Regions from separate parts of the Oncorhynchus mykiss genome. Here region 2 is linked to region 1. The links are chromatin contacts, called in public Hi-C maps. All regions are on one chromosome and are shown on one strand. The core of a region is the stretch at or near the end of the contact, and the rest is flanking DNA. Distances in the headings are between cores, read along the strand shown. Region 1 has its middle 22 kb from the start of LOC110525370. Region 2 holds the start of c6h9orf64 (queuosine salvage protein).

What was found. A called contact is a pair of places that touch in the nucleus more often than the background predicts.
Region 2: a contact with region 1 is called in a Hi-C map of liver, with 2.5 times the contacts expected there. The contact joins the promoter of c6h9orf64 here to the enhancer-like site in region 1. A contact is called at or near these places in 2 of 3 Hi-C or Micro-C datasets (blood and liver).

Annotation. Positions count from the first base shown.
Region 1 is chr6:18,114,025-18,120,727 of USDA_OmykA_1.1, reverse strand. No RefSeq gene overlaps it. Among protein-coding and RNA genes, the nearest start is that of LOC110525370, 22 kb to the left of the region's middle. Within about 2 kb of position 3,262, at least 11 of the 11 cell types and tissues checked have an H3K27ac peak or open chromatin away from gene starts, as enhancers often do. A contact at or near this core is called in liver, where this site is marked.
Region 2 is chr6:18,249,352-18,256,054 of USDA_OmykA_1.1, reverse strand. c6h9orf64 (queuosine salvage protein) reads left to right here and starts at 2,568. Exons shown (of 5, transcript XM_021605425.2): 1 at 2,568-2,693; 2 at 4,066-4,407; 3 at 5,065-5,321. The coding sequence starts at 4,071.

The DNA of each region.
Region 1 (6,703 bases), core at 2,013-4,512:
TCATAGTCCTTTATTTACCTGGAATTTACTTGGAAATGTAGGTGAAATGATAATAACATAATTATTGTTATGTATTTGGTTTCTGGGCCTTTCCCAATTGTTTGAACCAGTTGGTACCCATTTTACCAGTTTCTTAGTAAATACCAGTTGCAAAGGGACTACAAAATATATTCTCCTAAGTGTTTGTTGTTGGGATAAACAACTTCCAGTGTTTTCTGCCTTAAATCTGCCTAAATATTGTAGATAGGTCAAAGCTTTATATAATATGTATTGATATTTCGCTTCTCCAGACAAAAAACAAAAACGTTTATTGTCTCTCTATTTGATAAGACTGTTTGAACTGTTACTCAAATCAAAGCCTATCAGAGATTGTAACATGTTTCCATTTATTCTCAACCTTTGTTTAATTTATCTTCAGAGAATAATGTGTTGAGCCTTTTTAATTATGCTATATAATATTTGGAATGTTTTGTGATTTCGGTCTTTCTAAATAGAAAAGGAAGCATGGAGGTCCCTGTATTTGTAGGATGTGGCAGCAAATGTTATCGTATACATGTAATGAGAAGTAAAAAAATAAATATATATATATAAACATATGTATTACATCTTTGTGTTTTGTCCACTTTCTTCTTCTTCGTCTTCTTCGTCTTCTTACCATTACTATATATTGTATTTTTTTTTATAACAACAAAACCATGATTTGATCGCTTGCTGCTGTTCATCTTGACAGAAACAGTAAACGTAAGTAAATGTTCAGAGCTGAACGTGTGCGGAGGCAGGGGTGTCCATTATAGATAGCTGTCCCTCTCGTGTCATTGTGGTTGCCGTCGCTGTACACCCTAATGAGCGATTCTAATTAAAAGCCTGATTTGCAATATCCAGAAATCATCAACATACAACGGAATAGAACGGCTTCAAATGGTTTTAATTAAATGTTTTATTAAACAGAACAACTCCTCCCTGCCCCAGAAGACCTTGATCGCGTCAAGGTCCTCTGGTATGAGGAGAACAGAATATCAATGGGTTTGTTTACACAATTCCTCATTTGGGTATTTCTACATAGGGGAGCTGAGCGCCACACATCAAAGCCCCTTTGTGTGGGTCGTTGCAGTAGAGTTGTATCTCAAACAGACCTGCAGAAGAGACATGAAAGGAGCACTGGCTCAATGGCTGCTCCTATATTACCATCTGCTTATTACTTCACTATGTGAAGAAACGCTGCAGAGAAATTTAAGAACTACACTGTCACCAAAGGAACTACACAGCTTGCCACAATGTTAGACAAAAGGCAGACACCCTCAGTGTATAATGTATAACATGATGAACAAGAAGGGGAATATTTTGTCTCGTCATTTTCAGATCAGGGATTTGATTTTGCTATTCGAAGTAGCAACCCTCAAATTGCAGGCCTGCCTTTCTAACCTCTAGGCTACCACTATGCAACCTGTCTTGTTTCATTTCAAGGGTGTCAATCAATATGAGGCGCAAATACAGAGTAGATGAACCTTCTGGTGTTTAGGGAAGAAGAGAGATACAACGTTAATTAACCTGGGACCTAAATTCATGTTCCAAAGATAGAAAAATAACAACATTAAAGACAAAAACAGAGTTCGGTCAATTGATGGAACCTAGTACATGCGCCCGTGATTGCTTAGAAATTGATAATTTGGTCCAGAGCCTGATTGCATGTCTTCTCATTGGTCAAACCTCCTAAGCAACAATGAACAACATAGAGAGGGAGGGAGAGAGAGCGAGAGCGAGAGAGCAAGCATAATGTCTAATTGCCACAATCACCCATCCTTGCAAAATGAAACATCAACCCACCAACTCGTTGGCCTTTGAACAATACCTTCTCCCTCCCATCTTACCACAAGCACAAAATCACTGGTGGAGAAGTCTAGTTCCACAGTGCTTCGTTTTCGGTTTCCCTACAGGTTCCTTGTTGCAGTGATGATTTATGGGGCCAGGAAGACACCAAATGTATTTCCATCCCCATTTGGTAGAGAGACACTTTCCAGAAACAATTATGCTTCTGGGGCTCATTACAAGAAAATAGTGTTTGTATTGGTACTGGTACATGTGCTTTACTCGTGGCAACAGATGATGTGATAAAGGCCAAATACATCAGTCATGCACAGTAATGATGTAAGTCTATAACCCCAAGCATCTTAACCTTTATAACTTTACCCCATTGCTCTTTGACATTTCAGGAATGTAGAGAAAGTAATGACTTATATATGCACTATAAAAACTGAATTGTTTTATTTCCTTACCAGATGTTTATTAGGCTATAGAATTCCTAATATAAGAGAACCGAGAACAAAATACCGAAAGAGTAACACATCCTTTATATTCTATCCGATAACCCACCACTACATAATTCCCTATTCAGTTAAAATAACAAGGAAGTTAAAAAATACATTATCCGCAAATCACACTGTAGGCCCAATTAAATAAGTAACCGAGTACAATCACTAGACTAGATGACACTGATCGATAGACTGGATATGAAACTGAAATACGGCGTAAAACGGTTAATTTTTAGTACTACCTGGCAGCTTTAGGACCCAGTGTAGGCTAATGTGATATCACGAGGGTGCCGCGAAACTTCCGGGAACGCTTGCGAATCAAACTTGGCCACTGGGTCTCTGCAGACAGACTCAGCTCAATGGGCAGACCAGTCCGGAGTATGGGGTTTGAGAAGCCAAAGAGAGAAATGAAAAATTATTCCTTGGTTGTTAATTTTCTCAAAATCTAAAGGTACAACCGAGATTCGAGCCAATTTCTTAAGTAGCTGAACATGTTTTTACTGCAACCTTGTGAAAGCGATAAACTGAAAGGATTTCATTTTCGTGAAAAACAACTTTATATCAAAGGATTGCCTTCGATTTGTCGGTCTGCACATACGCAGTTCTGCGCGAGACGATCATTAGACCGATGACGAGTATCTGCGCATGATCTTAGCTAGGCAACGTCACCATGACGTCACCTACAAGCGTGATCGGGGACGTTGTATTGGAGAAGCAGTTTCTGTCCATCCTCATACTGTATCGTCTTTGCTATTATTATGCTGGGAAAGTGGAAGCTTATTTTCCCTCTCGCATAATCATGTTGTATCCTAGTCGACAAAGCCTAATTCTGTATTTTCTATCCTTTGGCGCGTTTGTGAACGGGAACGGACAACTAGGTGACTCTAAACTAAATGAAAGGCCGTATGTAGTCCTACAGAATCAAAATTTGGGTAAGGTTTTATGCGGGTTAATGTGTTGCCTATTGCAGGCCCGTGTTCCTAGACGACAGGGGCGCACCTGTTGGCAATAAAATAAGAATGTAGGCTTATCTTCTAAATAACGTGTGTAGATGTATGCAACCTTGATTTTGTTATTTTACTGTTAATTGAAGGCTATTAGTGCCATGTTTTTTCAGCAAAGTCCTCCTAACCTGTAGTTCTTTATTTGCGTGGGTTCTCGTGAGAGGGCGGAGCCGCAACGAATGGTCTAAAATCTCTTTCATGTATGTGCTTGTAACATTGTATTTTTTTCTATTGCAGTTGTCTTATCTATCCTGCTGGTGGTGATGATTGTCATGGCAGTTTGTGTGTATAAACCATTGCATCGCCGGTGAAGCAGTGTACAGCAACGTCATGCCTACTGTCCGACTGGATCCAAGGGAATCAACAATCAAGGGAATCAACAATCAAAAAAACCCTAGTCTACGCATATCTGTCTGATAAACTGGAATGTTAGACAATAGGCACGGGGTCCCTCATTTTTATATAAAATAGACTACACTGGTTGAATTAATGTTGTTTCCACGTGAAATAGATGTTGATGTCTGTGCCCAGTGGGATGTTATTGTGTTTTTAAAAAAAAAACTTTATTTAACTAGGCAAGTCAATTAAGAACAAATTATTATTTTCAATGACGCCTAGGAATAGAACGACAGATTTTTTTTACCTTGTCAGCTCGGGGATTCGAGCTTGCAACCTTTCGGTTACTAGTACAACGCTCTAACCACTAGGTTACCTGCGTGTGTCTTGAATAGGCCATATAAAATGTTAATTGATGATTATTTTATATTTTTTGTTAAGGTAATTTAATATTCCTGCTGCTGTCATCGTTTAAAGGAATTTTAATGTATTGTTTATAGTTGTCTTATATTATTTATATTTTTGCTTATTTACCCTGATATATTGGAATATTCTTAAAATACCCCACCACAAGGTACTACTGAAGTTGAAAAAAAACATGATAAAAAAAACTAACATACATTGGGTTGACTGTGTGTGTTGAGTGACATGAATGATATACTACGTTGACATTTTAGTCATTAAGCAGACGCTCTTATCCAAAGCGACAGTGAATGCATAAATGTTTTATTCTTACTACTCCCCTGTGGGAATCAAACCCACAACCCTGGCGTTGCAAGTGCCATGCTCTACCAACTGAGCCATACGTAACCAAAGCTATGTGGACAACTGCTTGTCGAACATCTCATCCCAAAATCCTGAGCATTAATAATGAGTTGGTCCCCCTTTGCCGCTACAACAGCCTCCAATCTTCTGGGAAGGCTTTCCACTAGATGTTGGAACATTGCCTCCATTCAGCCACAAGATTATTAGTGAGGTTGGGCGATTAGACCTGGCTCCCTGTTGGCGTTACAATTCATCCCAAAGGTGTTGAATGGAGTTGAGGTAAGAGTTAGGGAGATGTCACCCTATCCCCTCAATAGTCCTGCCTCCTGAATCCAAGTGTTTGACATGGGGAGGGGACCAGTAACTTTATTATCAATCTTTATCAGTGTAGACGCAACAGTAATTCTTCATGCTTTGGTTATCATACCTTGATCTGGGGAGTAGATCCCTCCCCAGCGTAAGGTACAAGCCCAAGTTGATTGGGGCATGATCTTAGATCCTACTCTGACAAGCATTAGAAATATGGGCCCAGATCCAGCAGTGCACTCTGTTTCCATGACTAGAGATTAAAGGGATAAGTTCAATCAGCCTCTTTAAACTGTTGTTTAGTGAATGTAATGATGAATATAAGTCTGATGCTCATTGATGAGTGTTCCCATCAAGAGTGCTAATGCACAACACACACGTTCGTGTGGTGATCAAATGCGTGAAGAGGCTGTGTTGAGTGGCATGCCCCCAAGCTGTTTGTCTGCCCTCTCTCAATCACATTTACACTCGTTTCAGTGCACATTTCTCAAACCTGAAACCATTTGTTTGTACAGAATTTACTTTTTTATTTTAATTTATGCAATTTGGCAGAAGCTTTTATCCCAAATGCTTTGTCTCAATCTATAAACTAACTATAAACTATTATTATATAACTTTAATTATTTGTTAACATTTAGAAGCGTATAGCTTAAGCATTATTAATATTCATAAGCATTTAAAATATATAAACATGTATAATGGATTATTAATGTATTATAAAGTGTTACTCAATAATTTGGGTCATTTGCACACAACAAACCTGAAGAAATGGGAGACTGATAAATTAAGCTACACATATATATATATATATATATATAATCTCTCTCTATCTATCTCTCTCTCTCTCTCTCTCTCTCCCTTCAAATGAGTGGATTCGGCTATTTCAGCCACACCTGTTGCTGACAGGTATATAAAATCGAGCACACAGCCATACAATCTCCATTGACAAACATTGGCAGTAGAATGGCCATACTGAAGAGCTCAGTGACTTTCAATGTGGCACCACCATAGGATGCCACCTTTCCAACAAATCAGTTCGTCAAATTTCTGCCCTGCTACAGCTGCCCCGATCAACTGTAAGTAATGTTATTCTGAAGTGGAAAGGTCTAGCAACAACGGCTCAGCCGCAAAGTGGTAGGCCACACAAACTCACAACAGGAATGCAGAGTGCTGAAATGTGTAAAAATCGTCTGGACTCGGTTGCAACATTCACTGCCGAGTTCCAAACTGCCTCTGCAAGCAACGTCAGCACAAGAACTGTTTGTCGGGAGTTTCCTGAAATGGGTTTCCATGGCCGAGCAACCGCACACAAGCCTAACCTCACCATGCACAATGCCAAGCGTCAGCTGGAGTGGTGTAAAGCCTGACGCCATTGGAATCTGGAACAGTGGAAAAGCATTCTGAGGAGTGATGAATCATGCTTCATCATCTGGCATTCCGACGGATGTATCTGGGTTTGGTAGATGCCAGGAGAACGCTACCTGCCCGAATGTATTGTGCCAACTGTAAAGTTTGGTGGAGGAGGAATAATGGTCTGGGGCTATTTTTCATGGTTCGGGCTAGACCCCTTAGTTCAAGTGAAAGGAAATCGTAACACTACAGCATACAATGACATTCTAGATGATTATGTGCTTCCAACTTTGTGGCAACAGTTTGGGGAAGGCCCTTTCCTGTTTCAGAATGATAATGCCCCTGTACACAAAGTGAGGTCCATACAGAAATGGTTTGTCGAGATCGATGTGGAAGAACTTGACTGGCCTGCACAAAGCCCTGACCTCAACCCCATCGAACATCTTTTAGATTAATTGGAACCCTAATTGCGAAAAAGTCATTATAAATCAAATTCATACAATATGTTAAGGTTTTTTTGTGCTTAAGATCCCGGACGACATCTTTAAGTGTTGCAGCAGACAAAAGTGAGACCGGTTGCATAATGCTGAAAACACGTAAGACGCCCTGATGTAGCTGTTGGTTTCAAAGAGA
Region 2 (6,703 bases), core at 1,319-3,818, 140 kb before region 1:
TTGTCTTAAAGTAGATATGGACAGTTGTTTCTCTTTGCTTATTTGAGCTGTTCTTGCCATATTATGGACTTAGCCCTATTTGGTAAAAGACCATCTTCTGTATACCACCCCTACCATGTCACAACACAACTGATTGGCTCAAACGCATTAAGAAATTCCACAAATTAACTTTTAACAAGGCACACCTGTTAATTGAACGGCATTCCAAGTGACTACCTCATGAAGCTGGTTGAGAGAATGCCAAGAGCGTGCAAAGATGTCAAGGCATTGGGTGGCTGCATTGAATCTCAAATATAAAATGTATTTTGATTTGTTTAACACTTGGTTACTACATGATTCCATGTGTTATTTCATAGTTATGTCCTCATTATTCTACAATGTAGAAAATAGTATACATTTATAAAAACCCTGTAATGAGTAGGTGCGTCCAAACATTTGGCTGGTACTATACATAAACTCTCACTGTCAACTGTTTATTTTCTGCAAACTTAACGTGTAAATATTTGTATGAACATAAGATTCAACATCTGAGACATAAACTGAACAAGTTCCACAGACATGCGACTAGCATACATTGAATAATGTGTCCCTGAACAAAGGGTCAAAATCAAAAGTACAGTCAGTATCTGGATTAAGTACTACAGTGCATCTCCTCATGGAATACCAGATTTGCCAGTTATTTCTGTGAGATGTTACACCACTCTTCCACCAAGGCACCTGCAAGTCCCTGGATATTTCTGGGGGCAATGGCCCTAGCCCTCACCCTCCGATCCAACAGGTCCCAGACATGCTCAATGGGATTGAGATCCGTGCTCTTCGTTGGCCATGGCAGAACACTGACTTTCCTGTCTTGCCGGAAATCATGCACAGAATGAGCAGTATGGCTGGTGTCATTGTCATGCTGGAGGGTCATGTCAGGATGTGCCTGCCGGAAGGGTACCACATGAGGGAGGAGGATGTCTTCACAGTAACACAGCCTGCAATGACAACAAGCTCAGTCCGATGATGCTGTGACACACCTCCCCAGACCATGACGGACCCTCCACCTCCAAATCGATCTTGCTCCAGATTACAGGCCTCGGTGTAACACTCATTCCTTCGACGATAAACGAGAATCCGACCGTGAGACAAAACCGTGACTCGTCAGTGAGGAGCACTTTTTGCCAGTCCTGTCTGGTCCAGCGGTAGTGGGCTTGTGCCCATAGGCGACATGGTTGCCGGTGATGTCTGGTGAGGACCTGCCTTACTACAGGCCTACAAGCCCTCCGTCCAGCCTCTCAGCCTATTGCGGACAGTCTGAGCACCGATGGAGAGATTGTGTGTTCCTGGTGTAACTCTGGCAGTTGTTGTTGCCATCCTGTACCTGTCCCGCAGGTGTGATGTTCGGATGTACCGATCCTGTGCAGGTGTTGTTACACGTGGTCTGCCACTGCGAGGACAATCAGCTGTCTGTCCTGTCTCCCTGTAGCGCTGTCTTGGGCATCTCACAGTACGGACATTGTAATTTGTGGCCATGGCAATATCTGCAGTCCTCATGCCTCCTTGCAGCATGACTAAGGCATGTTCACGCAGATGAGCAGGAACCCTGGGCATCTATCTTTTGGTGTTTTTCAGAATCAGTAGAAAGGGCTCTTTAGTGTCCTAAGTTTTCATAACTGTGATCTTAATTGCCTACCGTCTGTAAGCTGTTAGTGTCTTAACAGGTGCATGTTCATTAATTGTTTATGGTTCATTGAACAAGCATGGGAAACGGTGTTTAAACCTTTTACAATGAAGATCTGAAGTTAATTGGATTTTTACAAATGATCTTTGAAAGACAGGGTCCTGAAAAAGGGGCGTTTCTTTTTTTTGCTGAGTTTACATTCATTAACGCATGACTGCAAGAGACCGGTTGGAATGTCTAACTGAAATATTGGACAAATCAGCCTTTTATTTTAACTAGTGGTGTTTGAAGTTGCTGTTTTAAAGTGCCGGACAAAGGCAAAACGCAGGACTGTCCGGGACAATCCGGGAGAAGTGGTCATACCATTTTACAATGTTAGGTGTATGTATGGTATCTCTAGTGTTAGACTTTACATATACTCCAGAATCCATCATGCTTAATGATTTTCTTAATGTGTCGATATCCCCCTTCGCCTGACCCTTGCCCCGCTGTAGCTTGAGAAACTGACTTGTCTTATGAAAATAAAGTTTATGCCACTTGTCTGACCGAATCTGCCGACTCAGTTTAAATAGGATGCTGCAGGGTGGGACGTTGTCATAAAGAATTATCAATTGTTATTAGGCTATGTGCAGTACAGGAACGGTTTTATTTAAAAATGTGTAGTGGTGGCGCAATAGCAGATATGTGGTGCCAAACTAAACAGCAACATCTCGTTTCACTTTACTGATAAAATAACGAATCCATTACTAAACTAATGAATAAAAAAAAAACAGGTCACAAAACAATTACGGAAAGAGTCCATTTGGATTAGGAACAACAAACTGACACAGCATATCCTTTGGCACTGTAATGTCCTCGGAAACAAAGATACCGGATCTGAGGAAATCGTTACAAGCTACCTCTTTATTTTTCCGCATTCGTCTGACATTGGCTCTAATATAATTGGTTGACAGACACCGGATATAGACCTATCGCTCCACGCCCATTTTTTTTCTGTCTGCCGCTACTTCAGCCAAGTCCTAAAGTCCAGGTAAGGCCAACTAACTACACAATTGGTCATGTTAAAAAAAAAAAAAATGTATCGTCGTGGACAACGGTTGAACCTTTAACTGATAATGATAAATTAAACAATCTAGTAATATTACATTCGATATAAATTACAGGCGTAACGTTACAATGTAGCCTGTATAGTCAACATAGAACGTAGAAACTCATGTGGAATGAACAGTAACGACGCATTTCACATGCAGGGTAATTTTGCTGCGTTCAAAGCAACTGGGAACTCGGAAAAATACGAGGTCAAATCATGACGTTAGTGATCTTCAGGTCGGAGCTCAAAAAAGAGGCCCGAGATCCCGAGTTGAATGACCGTTCAAATCGATTTTTCCCAGTCGGAGCTCGTTTTCTTTCAAGTTCCCAGTTGATTTGAACGTGGCATTACTTGCGTGAAGTCCAGTTATGACAGTTTACTCGTTGTCCTTGTCACAGTGAACTCATGCTGCCTTCATAACCAAATGGAAAGGTGGTAATTGCCAGTTGTAAAGTCCTAAATACGAGTTGGATGCATTCACATGTTTTGAACTTGTTGACAAACGCTGATTGGCTAATGGACAACAAGCTGTGTCAACAATCAACTAAAGTACAGCTATCATGCTTGTAAACAAATTTTAACCATGTGCATAGATAGCTTTTTATAAATTGTGTTTTGTTGCATTTAACTGTGGAAAATGCTGTTATCAAGGTAATTTCCCTAGTAGGTGACGTCAGGTCAGCATGTAGGAGAAGTCTCTGAGTTTAGGGATGGATGATGCCCCACGCAAAACAACTGGGAAATCTTTTTGACTTCAATGCGTTCAAGACAACTGGGATCTCATGGAAAGAAATCTGAAGCTCAGACTTTCCGACCTGAAGAATCCAGTTGTCTTGAACGCACCATGAGTTTCCCACTAGTAATTACAAGTTGGAGGGGCGTTCAAGTGGATTTTTCCAAGTTGTGTGTATAGTAAATACAACCTTTCCACATGGTTATGAACGCAGCATTAGTTATATAGGATTATACTGGGCTATATATAGCATTTGAGTCATTCAGGGTTGTGCTTTTTCCATTAAAGATGTACATTTGTTTTTCCCATAAAAAGAGGGAAGCGCGAGCGTGACTCAACATCAGTCAATCCAATGTATTTTTATAAAGCCCTTTTCTTTTTACAAACATAGCAGAGTGAAGGTGGTTTTGAACAGTAGACTACCATGTATGCAATGCTGGTGTCATGTCCCAGTCTCTAAGTTTTATTTGAGAACATTTTAATTTGTCGTGGTATGGTGTACCTATTTATGTAGAGCGAGGGGGTGAGAAGTGTAACATTGAACATCGAAGATGATGTGACTGGTCTTTTTATTTGCAGTGCTGATGGAGGCCCCACTGCCCCCCCGTGAGTCTGGCCGGTTCGTGGTGGAACACAGTCAGGATGTGTTTGTGGAGGAGGAGGGCGTGCGGAGGGTAGCGGAGATGCTCTATGCCCTGCGGAAGAGTGAGGACCTCACAGCCAGTGGGTGGAAGAAGGCCAACCCCTTGGCCCCCTCCCCAACCTCCGATCATGCCCTGAACTGGGTATTTGTAGTCGACACAATGAACTTCTCCTTCTGGCCCGAACGGGAGGACCAGCAGTGTGAGGTGACGTACCGTGGGACCACCTACTACGGTTACATGACCCTCTGTGCTGCCATCACCAGAGCAATGGAAGAGGGTAGGAAGGGACAATATCCAGATTTTCATACCGTTTCTGTACCATATGGTATTATCGGAAGTGGACACAAGGGGCGCTATAAAATGTTTCTTTACACACAAACAATTTAGGCAACAAGAATCTTGATCCAGAAGGGGAATGAATGTATCTCCTGTAACCAAGAAGCTTGATCTTGACATCTAGCCACTTAGCTTGGAAGTTAGCAAACCAAATGCATAGCTGGAGCCCTGAGCTGGATATTATTTAACACATCTTAGATTTCTTATAGTTATACTTAACCTGCAGTGGCGTCGCACACAATCCCTTAGCGAGGCGGGGATTCCCCAACCCCCCAAAAAAAGAATAAATAAATGAAACGGTATTAGAAATATCGGTATTTCGAAATACCCCGTTAAACAGTAGACCGCCCAAGCCTAGAAGAGGGTGAGCGCTACAGCCCTATATCTGTTCTGTCTAGGGCTGCCTGTCCTCTCATACACACACTGCTTTGTGCTGTTTGCTTGTACACTGTTATCGTTTGCAGAATGCATGCATGATAAAACCTTTGAAGTAAATTACACTCTTGCTTGTTCTAAAAATTAACACATTTTCAGTAACATTTCCAATGACCTATTGTCCATCTGAACGCAGCTAATCAAGATACCATGCCCTCTATAGGTATTCCCATCACAGAACCGTCCTATTTCTCCCAGATGAGTGTTGAGGAGTTGGGCCGTGTATTGCGCTCTGATAACAACACGCCCATGCCCATGCTTGAGGAGCGTCACCGGGTCCTCACAGAGGGGGGACGTGTGCTCCTGCAGCACGGCGGGAGCTTCCGGAGCTTCATAAGCCCTGCCGGTAGAGATGCGCAGAAGATGGTGGAGCTCATTGTAGACAACCTGCCCTCATACAGGGACGAGGCCACATACAAGGTTATACACAAAACACAACCTCTTCAACATAACGTAGGGTGAATTTGGAATAACTGGGACACTTTTTGCATTTTTGTCTTCTGTAACCTATCCAACATATTAGGCCATGATACATCTCTGAAATACTCAAGATGTTTCCTAATCTCACACTTATTTTATTTTACATTTGTCATTTAACAGACATTCTTATCCAGAGCAACTTGCAGTTAGTGCATTCAGAGCAACTTAAGATAGCTAGGTGGGACAACCACATTTCACAGGCATAGAAAGTAAACATTTTCCTCAATGTAGCTGTCAGAGCTGGGGGGGTCAAGTGTAAGTTCTGTTTTTTTTTTTAAAGAAAGGATTATTTTAGATACGGTTTGAAGAGGTAGAGTTTCAGATGTTTTTTGAAGATGGGCAGGAACTCTGCTGTCCTAGCTTCAGGGGGAAGCTGGTTCCACCTTTGGGGTGCCAGGATGGAGAAGAGCTTGGACTGGTTTGTGTGGGAACTGCCCTCCCGTAGGGGTAGCAGGGCCAAGATACCTGAGGTGGCGGGTTGGGGGTGTAGGGTTTGAGCATAGCCTGAAGGTAGGGATTTTTATATCATATTCACAGGAGACATGACACACACATTTGTGTACACTGAGTCAAAACCATATTTTTTGTTTGCATTTGGTGGACTGGGATAGTAGGTTAAACAGGGACACCATTATTATAGTCCTAATTGTACCCCAATGACAATTACATTTTGTGTGATAAGGAAACATCTGAAGATTTTAGAAATATATCATGTTGGGATAATATGTTAGATGTCTGAAGAGGTTATAAAAAGTCTCCCACTTTTTCTGAATTCACCCAAATAACAGTGCTAACAAGAGTACTACAATAAATAATTAACAGAATATAGTACTACAATAACCAGAGCCCCGCCTAACCTAAGTACAGGGCGTCCCTACTGGATCTCTTTCCTCCATTGGAGAAGGCTATAAGACTGTCCCACTTTAGCTACTCCATGATGTCCTACTTTAGCTACTCCATGATGTCCTACTTTCGCTACTCCATGATGTCCTACTTTAGCAAGTTATGGTTGGTAAAGCGGGACAACAACAAAAAAATCACTGAATTACAAAAATGAAACATAATATTGGTAACTTTTTAATGTATTTTGATGCACCAGTACATAGTATACACATTTACATCATAATTTGGCTCAGTGCATTATTTGACAGTTTTAGAACCTTAACTTTTTTTTGTTTTGATGTTATGTCACTGATCTAACCTTGTGCTTTGCGGGGTGAGCTTCCTGTTTGCAGCTTGCACTGCTTCCCTCTGATGTCACACTAATAAAGTGATGTGATTTTGATCTTGTGGTTTCTCTGCAAGGGCTTAATACCCAAGAA